Regions from separate parts of the Sus scrofa genome. Here region 2 is linked to region 1. Evidence: chromatin contacts called from public promoter capture Hi-C data. All regions are on one chromosome and are shown on one strand. Each heading gives the region's core, a stretch centred on a gene start, on an enhancer-like site or on the middle of the called end of the contact. The rest is flanking DNA. Distances are from core to core; before and after follow the strand shown.

Region 1 (4,620 bases), core at 1,196-3,695:
TATTTTTTTCTAATCCATGGTAGTCTCAGAAGTTGAGTCATACTTTGGAGGAGCGTTCTAGGTTATAAACTAGGTGAAAAAACGTTAATACTAAATTTTAAAAGTTCAAATTACTGTCTGCACTTAATTTTCTTATTAAAATTTTAACAAGGTCACCTTTTCGAGAAAAATCTAGAGAATATGTGGTATCTCAAAAGAAGTATTACTGGAGGCAAGGACATGAGAAGATTAAGATGCCATGTTTTGAGTGCTATTTCCTTCTCTGAAAAAACCTTCATAACATATATATCAATCAGAGTAGAGATTCAAGGCTACATTTCTTGATCTGTAGACTATCACACGTCATACGCACTCCTCTTCAATCTTTTACAGGTATAACCTCAAGTTGAGAACTTCTCAATTAGTCTTTAGGAACCTATTAACTCTTTAAAGCCTTAAAAATGCATATACAGTATTTACTTGGATCACCTGTCCTCAGTGTGCTCCTGGTCCCTTAAATGGTTAAGAGATCGTTGCTTAAGGTTCAAGCTTGTTTTAACGAATAACCCACTTCATTTTAGTACAAGTACTCTGTCTAAAGTCTGCCCTTTTTCACTTGATAAAAATCAAAGTCCAGAGAAATTGGTGAGGATCTAACCTAATTTACAGAAACCACTGGGATTAATTCCACATTAATGGGTTTTGATCAAGAATGAAGTGAGGATCAACGGCTGAGCTGTGTTTAAATTGTCCAAATCTGCATTTTCACTGAGTTTAAGGCAAGATGAAAATTGGTTCTCTTCCTCTTGCAACTCCATCCCATCCTTCAGGATGGATAATCCCAGGATCTACTTCTTACTGCTAGAGGTTTAATACAGCTTCTCCAAGTAAACAAGTGAAACACCAAACAAAAAGCGCTTTTCCACTTCTAAGGGGGGTGGGGGGGAATGACAGTGAGAGTTACCAGCAGGTTACAATATTAGAGAGAAAGGGGAAAAAATCCTAAACTTTAAGCCAAGCACAGAAGCACTGTTACTCTGGAAGCAGGATTAGGAAAACCTCTGTTAAGACACCTAAACGAATAACTCGTCACCTTAAAGGGCAAATAAATACTTTCTATGGGAAAAATCTAGCAAAATCCCTTCTACATTAAAAGGCTCTCCCCGAACATATCACCTAATTTAAGCGTTAAAAACCACCTTGCGAAGAGACTATAACAGCAACCTTTGTGTCATTTTCTCCAGCGGTTTCCAACGTTCAGGTTTCTACCTCTTCTCTTCACAATTTAACAGCTTTCCTGTTAAATCCATTCCAGCCGACGGAAGTGGTAGTTTCTACATTTACATTTGGTAACCTCAAGGAATTAAAAACGCTTCTCCCTCGACTTCCCTCCTCCTTCATAAAAATCACGTTACTTTCCTTCTGAACTTCCTACTCTAAGTGTCTGGACGAGCAGAGTGGACGTGAAGAGTGCGGCCGCTAAAAGGCAAGTGAACTCAAAAAATACTTGTGGATCGGACAAAAAGGCTTCCTCAGTCCGCCTGAGACACGGGCTCCAAGCTCAGGCGGTTCTGCGGAGGTGGGGGTACGAGGTGCCGGGCAGGGAAGGGGCATGGAGCCCTTTCGACCTCCGTCGACGGGGCCGCCCAACGCCCCAGTCCCAGCACCCGCTCTCGGCACAGCCGGACAATGGCCCTCTAGCACAGCAGTCCCAGGCCGGGAAGAGGCCCTGGGACTCCACAGCACGCGAGGCCTAGAAAGAAGGCCAGGAAGGAACGCTGAGCCGGCGAGCATACCTCCGGCCTAAGCGTGGTCAGCGCGCCGGGGCCTCCGCCGGCGCCATCACTGGGAGTGGGGTAGGAAGGCCGCCCGGCAGGGCCATCGCCGGCAGCCGGGTCCGAAGAGGCCGCGAGCCCAGCGGAGACGACGGCGGGAAGTGCAGGCCGCAGCCTGCTCAGCTGGCAGGCCCAGCGGCCCGAACCCACAGCCGACCTCTGGCCGCTTACCTTGTGGATTCTCTTCAGAGCCATCGTGGGAGGCGGGTGGCGGCGGCCCCCGGGGTGGGGACGGGGGCAGGGGAGGGACGGGGAAGGGGCGAGGGGTGCGAGGCCGCCTCGGTGACCGCGGGCCGGCCGGAGAAGATGGGGAGCTCCGAAGCGCGGGTCCGGCGGGACAGACTTAGGGCCGGGGCCCACTCGGCTCCTGAGCCTGCCGCAGCGGTCACCGCATCACCCGGCGGCGGCCCCTTTATGCGCTGCCGCCCGAGCCGCCGCCGCCGCCGCCGCCGCCACCACCACCGCCGCCGCCGCCGCCGTAGCTGCCTCTGCCTCCCAGGCTCAGCGCCGCCTCCTCAGCAGCCGCGGATCCCTCCGCCGGGAAGCAAGAGCCCAGCCTCGGGCTCGGCCGGCGCCTCCCGGTCGGACAGCCAGAGGGACTGCCTGCCGCAGGTGGACCGAGGGACGCGCGGGCGGGTGGCGCCGCCGGGGTGGGGCCGCAGGAGTGCGGGGTGGGCCCAGGCCGAGGGGCAGGTCGGGAGAGCGGGGATTGGCGGGCCTGGGAAGGGAGGGCCGGGCCGCGCCGGCGGCGGAGGGATACGGGCCGCCCCTCTGAGTGTCTTACGTGCTGCCGCCGCCGCCGCCGCCACGGCCGCCGAGAGGATGACGCCGCGACGCCGGGAGAAGATCTCGCGAGATTTGTGCCGGGGTCGTGGAGGCTCGTTCGACGGCCGAGGCTCGTAGCCCGCGACCCTGAGTCCTTTGCCTCTGGTTCCCTCTTAGATATGTTATCTGAGATCAATAAGCTTTTTAAAGGCGAATGTATTCTAGGTCTCCTGGCCGTCCACATAGCGGAGGCTGACCCAGGAAGAGCCTTTAGGTCCATTACAACTTTCCAGAAGGAGGAAAGGACTTGTCCAAGGTCACACAGCTCCACGGTGGCGAAGCTGGGAGTTCCCTGAAGCCAAGAGTCTCGTGAATTCTCTCTCTGGTAGCTGCGTGGTAACATCCTGGGCACCTGCAGGAGTGTGGTTCTTCAACCATGCCACAGGCAGCCCTGAGATGGTCTTTGTAAGGAAGACATGGGTGACAACTTGAATGTCTCTCAGCCACTGGCTTGTCAGCCCTAGGAGAGGTGCTCTGCTTGGTGAATTGTTATGGCAATATACCAGTTACCTCAGAAAAAAACTTGCACAGTGTGTGCTCCAGTAATTAAAAACCAACCTTGTTGTCAAGTGGGAGGGGAAATGGGGGAGGGATGGAGTGAGAGTTTGTGGTTAGCAGATGCAAACTATTACTTAGACGATGGATAAACAATAAGGTTCCGAGCTCCCATTGTGGCGCACCGGGTGAAGAACGCGACTGCAGCGGCTGGGGTTGCTGGGGAAGAGCCGTTCTATCCCCAGCCCAGCACGGTGAGTTAAAGGGTCCCGCCTCACCGCAGCTGCTGTTAGGTTGCGGCTACGGCTCACATTCAATCCTGGCCTGGGAACTTCCATATGCCCTGGATGTAGCCATTAAAAGAAAGTAAAGAAAATTAAAAAAGGCCCTTCTCTAAAGCACAGGGAACTATATGTAGTATCCTGTGATGCACCCAAGCGGTAAAGAATATGAAAAAGAATGTACATACGTGTAACTGAATCACTGTCGTACAGCAGAAATTAACATGTTATAAATCAACTATACTCAAAAAACAAAAACCTGGTGTTTAGAACACCATCAGAAGCAAACTTAGAAAAACTATTCTGGGGATGTTTTTAGGAGGGATGGAAACGGAAAGCAAGTTCACTGTGTATTGGGTGTGGAGCCCTGCACCAGGACCAGCAAACTATAAGGCTCACTGCTTTTAAAGGGCCTGTGGTGGGAGGTGCTTTTTATCTGGCTGGAGACACATGGAAGAACAGTAAGGAATATTTTCCTGGGAGGTCATGTTTTTTTCCTGGGAGGTCATGCCCACATTCTCAAGTTCTCCTCAAGATTTTCTGATTAAATCTGTGTTCTTTCCTCTGTCTGAAAGGGGCCTTGAATATCATTGATTCTAACTCTTGAACTGAGAGAGGAGAAACTGGAGCGCCCCTAAGGAGAGGATCTGGCCAAAAGGCACACAAAAGGCCAGCAGCATAACTTGTACTGCCTTGTATCCTAAGTAGAGGCTGGCCCAACTGGGCGGGGCCACACTGGACTCCTGAGCTGAAGGAAGGAAAAGCTGTATCCAGTTGCCCCGGGGGGTTATGTTTTGGGTTGGAGGTGAAGAAAAATATACCACAGTCCCAAATCTTTCCTTCCTAAGAAGTGTGATGGAAAAGGTATAAAAAGGCCTGTTGCAAAGTTCCTGTTGTGGCTCAGTGGTAATGAACCCGACTAGTATCCATGAGGACATGGGTTCAATCCCTGGCCTTGCTCAGTGGGTTAAAGATCCGGCACTGCCGTGAGCTGTGTAGGTGGGAGACACAGCTCAGATCTGGTGTTGTGGCTGAGATATAGGCCGTCAGCTGCAGTTCTGATTTGACCCCTAGCCCGGGAACTTCCCAAAAAAAGACGGGGGGGAAAAAAAAAAAAAAAAGCCTGTTGGTCAGATTTAAAAAAATTTTTTTTCAGCAATAATTTTCTTGGGAATTCCGGTTGTGGCACAGTGGAAACGAATCTG
Region 2 (4,620 bases), core at 878-3,377, 190 kb before region 1:
CCTCTGTTCAGTGGTCTCAGCTAAAACTATCCATGTACTTTTTCTGCAAAGATGGCCAAACCACCGGAGCTCCCCTTGCAGCTCAGTGGGTTAAAAACCAACTAGTAGGAGTTCCCGTCGTGGCGCAGTGGTTAACGAATCCGACTAGGAACCATGAGGTTGCGGGTTCGATCCCTGCCCTTGCTCAGTGGGTTAACGATCCAGCGTTGCCATGAGCTGTGGTGTAGGTCGCAGACATGGCTCGGATCCTGCGTTGCTGTGGCTCTGGCGTAGGCTGGTGGCTACAGCTCCGATTCGACCCCTAGCCTGGGAACCTCCATATGCCGCTGGAGCGGCCCAAGAAAAGGCAAAAAGACAAAAAAAAAAAAAAAAAAAACAAAAACAAAACCAACTAGTAGCCATGAGGATGAGGGTTTGATCCCTGGCCTTGCCCAGTGGGTTAGGATCTGGTGTTGCCTCAAGCTTCAGTGTAGGTTGCAGATGGGCTCCGATTCGACCCCTAGTCTGAGAACTTCCATATGCTGCAGGTACGGCTCTGAAAAGAAAAGAAATAGATGGGGCGGACTCTGGTGGTATCCCATTTACAGTCCTTGAGACTTGGGCCTGATGCTCAGTTGAGATTCAGCAGGGAGAGCCGGGGCTCCAGAGGCAGGCCAGGGGCTCAGGCCGCAGCCCTCAGCCAAGAGGAAAGTCAGAACAAGGGTTGATGTTACTACACCTTGTTATTCCCGTGATGATGGGAATACATCTGAGCTCACCCCAGAGTCCCGAACCCCCTCCTCCCAAAGGGAGGACCTCAGGGAGGGGTCGGAAGTCCTAGCCTCCCTCCCCAGGCTGTCGTGGTCCTGCCCAAGAGGGAGCCTGCTCTGATGAAGTAGGAATGGTGGGGGCCAGGGAGCGCCAAGAGACAGATCAACAAACCAGCACTCATCTGCAGAGGGCGTCATTCACGGCAGGCAGTAGTTAGAGCACAGGCGAAGGTCAAGCAGGCCTGGTCTAAACGCCCTGCTGAGTGACCTTGGGCAAGCGGCTGCACTTCTCTGAGCCTGTGAGGATGTGGCTGAGGATAAAATGAGACTCCACCGGGATGGTGATGAGCTCGTGGCTTTCTTTTATTCTCACACGCACAGTCGCTGGAGGCAGAAACAAACACAGAGCCCCGCAGAGTTCGCCCCCAGATCTGCCCGCCCCTCGGTCCCACCCCTCCAGCCCCGCCTTCCTCTCCCACCGCTTCCTCCCTCCCCTTCACCTCCTCAGGGTCCTCGGCTGCCCCCGTGCGGCCTTTCTCGGTACTGCATCAGCCCGCCCGGGTTACCCAGTCCTTGGCCCCCGCGTCCATTGCAAAGGTGAGGCGCCGCGTCATCCATCTCCTGGCCTCGGGCGGGCAAGCCGTCGTCTCCAAACCCTCAAAGACTTCATCATTCTCGGAGACCAGCCTCAACTCTTACGTATGGCTCCGGATCCTTCTTGCTGCTTTCCAGGCTGCTGGCAGGAGCCGCGGAAGCAGCACTGCACCCTGCTGGCTGGGGCGGCCATGCGGAAGCAGGGAGGTGGGCACAGGATGCACTTGAGAGAGACGATCACCTATGGAACGGGGGCCTCTGGGAGTGGCCAGACACACACACACACAAGCACCCACACGCCCAGGCCGCCAGGTGCACACACACAGGCACACACACCCGAAAGCACCAAGTGCCCATGTGTGCACCTGTCCCTGTCACGCACAGCGCCATCACTGCCCAGTCAGCCCCATTTTCCCTCTGTCCCTCCTGTGCCGTGTTCCCCTCCACCCCTCTCCCGCCCACACCTAAGGAAACCAGTGCTTACTGTAAACTGCAAATACAAATTCCTTTCCACGCCTAAAGCCTCGGATCACCTAGCCCGCCCCTCAGACCTCATCTCCCACCCCCATGCCCTCGCCCATTACTCACTATTTCTCCAGCAAACACATGGCTTCAGGCCCCTCGCGCTTCTGTTTCCTCTTCGGGAAGTGTTCTTCCCCCAGGTCCTCCAGTGCCTGCCTCCTCCCTGTCTTTTAGGCCCAGTTTATTTTATTTTTGTCTTTTTAGGGCCACACCCACAGCATATGGAGGTTCCCAGGCTAGGGGTCGAATTAGAGCTGTAACCACTGGCCTACACCAGAGCCACAGCAACGCTGGATCCTTAACCCACTGAGCAAGGTCGGGGATCAAACCTGCATCCTCATGGACGCTTGTCAGATTCGTCTCTGCTGAGCCATGATGGGAACTCCAAAGGCCCCATTGAAATACCTTCTGGACCACCAGAGCTAAGAGGCCCCTGACCTCCGTTCTCTCCAAGCGTGGTTCCTTCAAAATGTGTATCCTCTTCATTAGAGAAACACACATCAAAACCACGGCGAGATTCCACCTCCCATCCATTAGAATGACTACTTTAAAAAAGGCAGGAAATAAGTGTTGGTGAGGATACAAAGAAATTGGAACACTGGCGCATGATTAGTGGGAATGTCAAAGGGTGCAGCCACCGTAGGAAACGATCGCCCCCCCAAAATTAAAAATAGAATGAATGTATAATCCAACAATTCCACTTCTGGGGATATACACTAAAGAACAGAAAAGCAGGTCTCGAAACGATATTTGTACACCCATGTTCATAGCAGCACGACTCACAAGAGCCAAGAGGTGGAAGCAACCCACGTGTCCATCAACGGATGAATGGAGACATAAAATGTGGTGCACAGACACAGTGCAACATGACTGTCCTTCAAAAGGAAGGGAATTCTGGAGTTCCCGTCTTGGCTCAGCAGAAACAAATCTGACTAGTATCCATAGGAATGCAGGTTCGATCCCTGGGCTCGCTCAGTGGGTTAAGGATCCAGTGTTGCCGTGAGCTGTGGTGTAGGCCACACACATAGCTTAGATCTGGCGTTGATGTGGCTGTTCCCGAGGCCGGCATCTGTAGCTCGATTTGATCCCTAGCCTGGGAACCTCCACATGCCACAGGTGCAGCCCTAAAAAGACAAAAAAAAAAAAAAAAAAAAAAAAAGAAGAAGGGAATTCTGACACATGCTACAGCATGGATGAACCTCAAGGACATCATCCTAGGTGACATAAGCCAGTTACAAGATGACAAATACTGCATGATTCCACTTAAGTGAGCTCTGCAGAGTGGTCAGATTCATAGAGACAAAAAGTAAAATGGTGGTCGTCAGGGGCTGGGGGGTACAGAAGGGGGCGCTATAGTTTAATGGGTACAGAGTTTCAGGTTTGCAAAATGAAAAGAGTTCTGGGAGTTCCCGTTGTGGCTCAGTGGTTAATGAATCCAACTAGGAACCATGAGGTTGCAGGTTTGATCCCTGGCCTTGCTCGGTAGGTTAAGGATCCGGTGTTGCCCTGAGCTGTGGTGTAGGTTGCAGACTCGGCTCGGATCCTGTGTTGCTGTGGCTCTGGTGTAGGCCGGTGGCTACAACTCCGATTAGACCCCTAGCCTAGGAACCTCCATATGAGCGGGAGCGGCCCAAGAAAAGGAAAAAAAAAAAAAAGAAAAGCATTCTGGAGATGACAGCAGGGATGATTGCACAACAATGTGCATGTACTTAATGCTAGTGAACTGTACACTTCAAAATGGTTGAGACAGTGCTTTTGTTAGTTGTCTCTAACCACAATTAAAACTAATAAAATGGACTTTCTGCTGTGGCTCAGTGGCTACGAACCTAACTAGTATCCATGAGGATGTGGGTTTGATCCCTGGCCTCACTCAGTGGGTTAAGGATCCAGCATTGCCATGAGCTGTGGTGTAGGTGGCAGACGAGGCTCGGATCTAGCGCTGCTGGGGCTGTGGCTTCAGCCAGCACCTGCAGCTCAGATTCGAGCCCCAGCCTAGGAACTTCCATATGCTGCAGGTGTGGCCCTAAAAGAAAATTATAGGCCAGTATCTTTGATGAATATAGACACAAAAATTCTCAACAAAATTTTAGCCAGCAGCATGTAAAAAAGATCATACACCACAACCAAGTGGGATTCATCCCAAGTTCACAAGGATGGTTCAACCTACGCAAATCAATCATCATGCACCACATCAACAGAAGAAAAGTCAAAAACCACATGGTCGTCTCAAAAGATGCAGAAAAAGCATCTGACAAAACCCAACATCCATTCATGATAAAAACGCTTACCAAAGGGGGTAGAGAGGGAACACACCTGAACACAATCAAAACCATTTATGACAAACCCACCGCCAATATAATACTCAACAGAGAAAAGCCGAAAGCCTTCCTGCTAACATCTGCAACAAGACAAGGATGCCCACTCTCACCCCTTTTTTCAACACTCCAGTACTGGAAGTCCTAGCACAGCAATCAGACAAACTAAAGAAATACAAGGCATCCAAACTGAAAGAGAAGAGGTAAAACTGTCACTGTATGCAGAGGACATGATGCTATATACAGAAAACCCTAAGGACTCCACCCAAAAACTACTGGCAGTAAACAATGAATTCAGCAAAGTAGCAAGATATAAGCTGAACATTCAGAAATCAGTTGCATTTCTGTATACTAACAATGAAATGTTAGAAAAGGAATATAAAAATATCTTCTAAAATCAAACCCCCCAAAAAATGAAATACCTAGGAATAAACCTAAGG

What was found. Promoter capture Hi-C pulls out the DNA fragments that hold promoters and counts their contacts.
Region 2: a promoter capture Hi-C map of fetal skeletal muscle shows a contact between it and region 1, with 2.9 times the contacts expected there. The contact joins the promoter of PSD2 here to the promoter of UBE2D2 in region 1. A contact is called at or near these places in 3 of 5 promoter capture datasets (fetal liver, fetal skeletal muscle and liver), 3 of 47 Hi-C or Micro-C datasets (epiblast stem cells, fetal heart ventricle and skeletal muscle) and 1 of 2 datasets of contacts at active chromatin or transcription factors (skeletal muscle).

What each region holds. Positions count from the first base shown.
Region 1 is chr2:141,395,762-141,400,381 of Sscrofa11.1, reverse strand. UBE2D2 (ubiquitin-conjugating enzyme E2 D2) reads right to left here and starts at 2,445. Exons shown (of 7, transcript XM_005661722.3): 1 at 1,986-2,445.
Region 2 is chr2:141,589,231-141,593,850 of Sscrofa11.1, reverse strand. PSD2 (PH and SEC7 domain-containing protein 2) reads right to left here and starts at 2,127. Exons shown (of 19, transcript XM_021084878.1): 1 at 1,250-2,127; 2 at 922-1,133.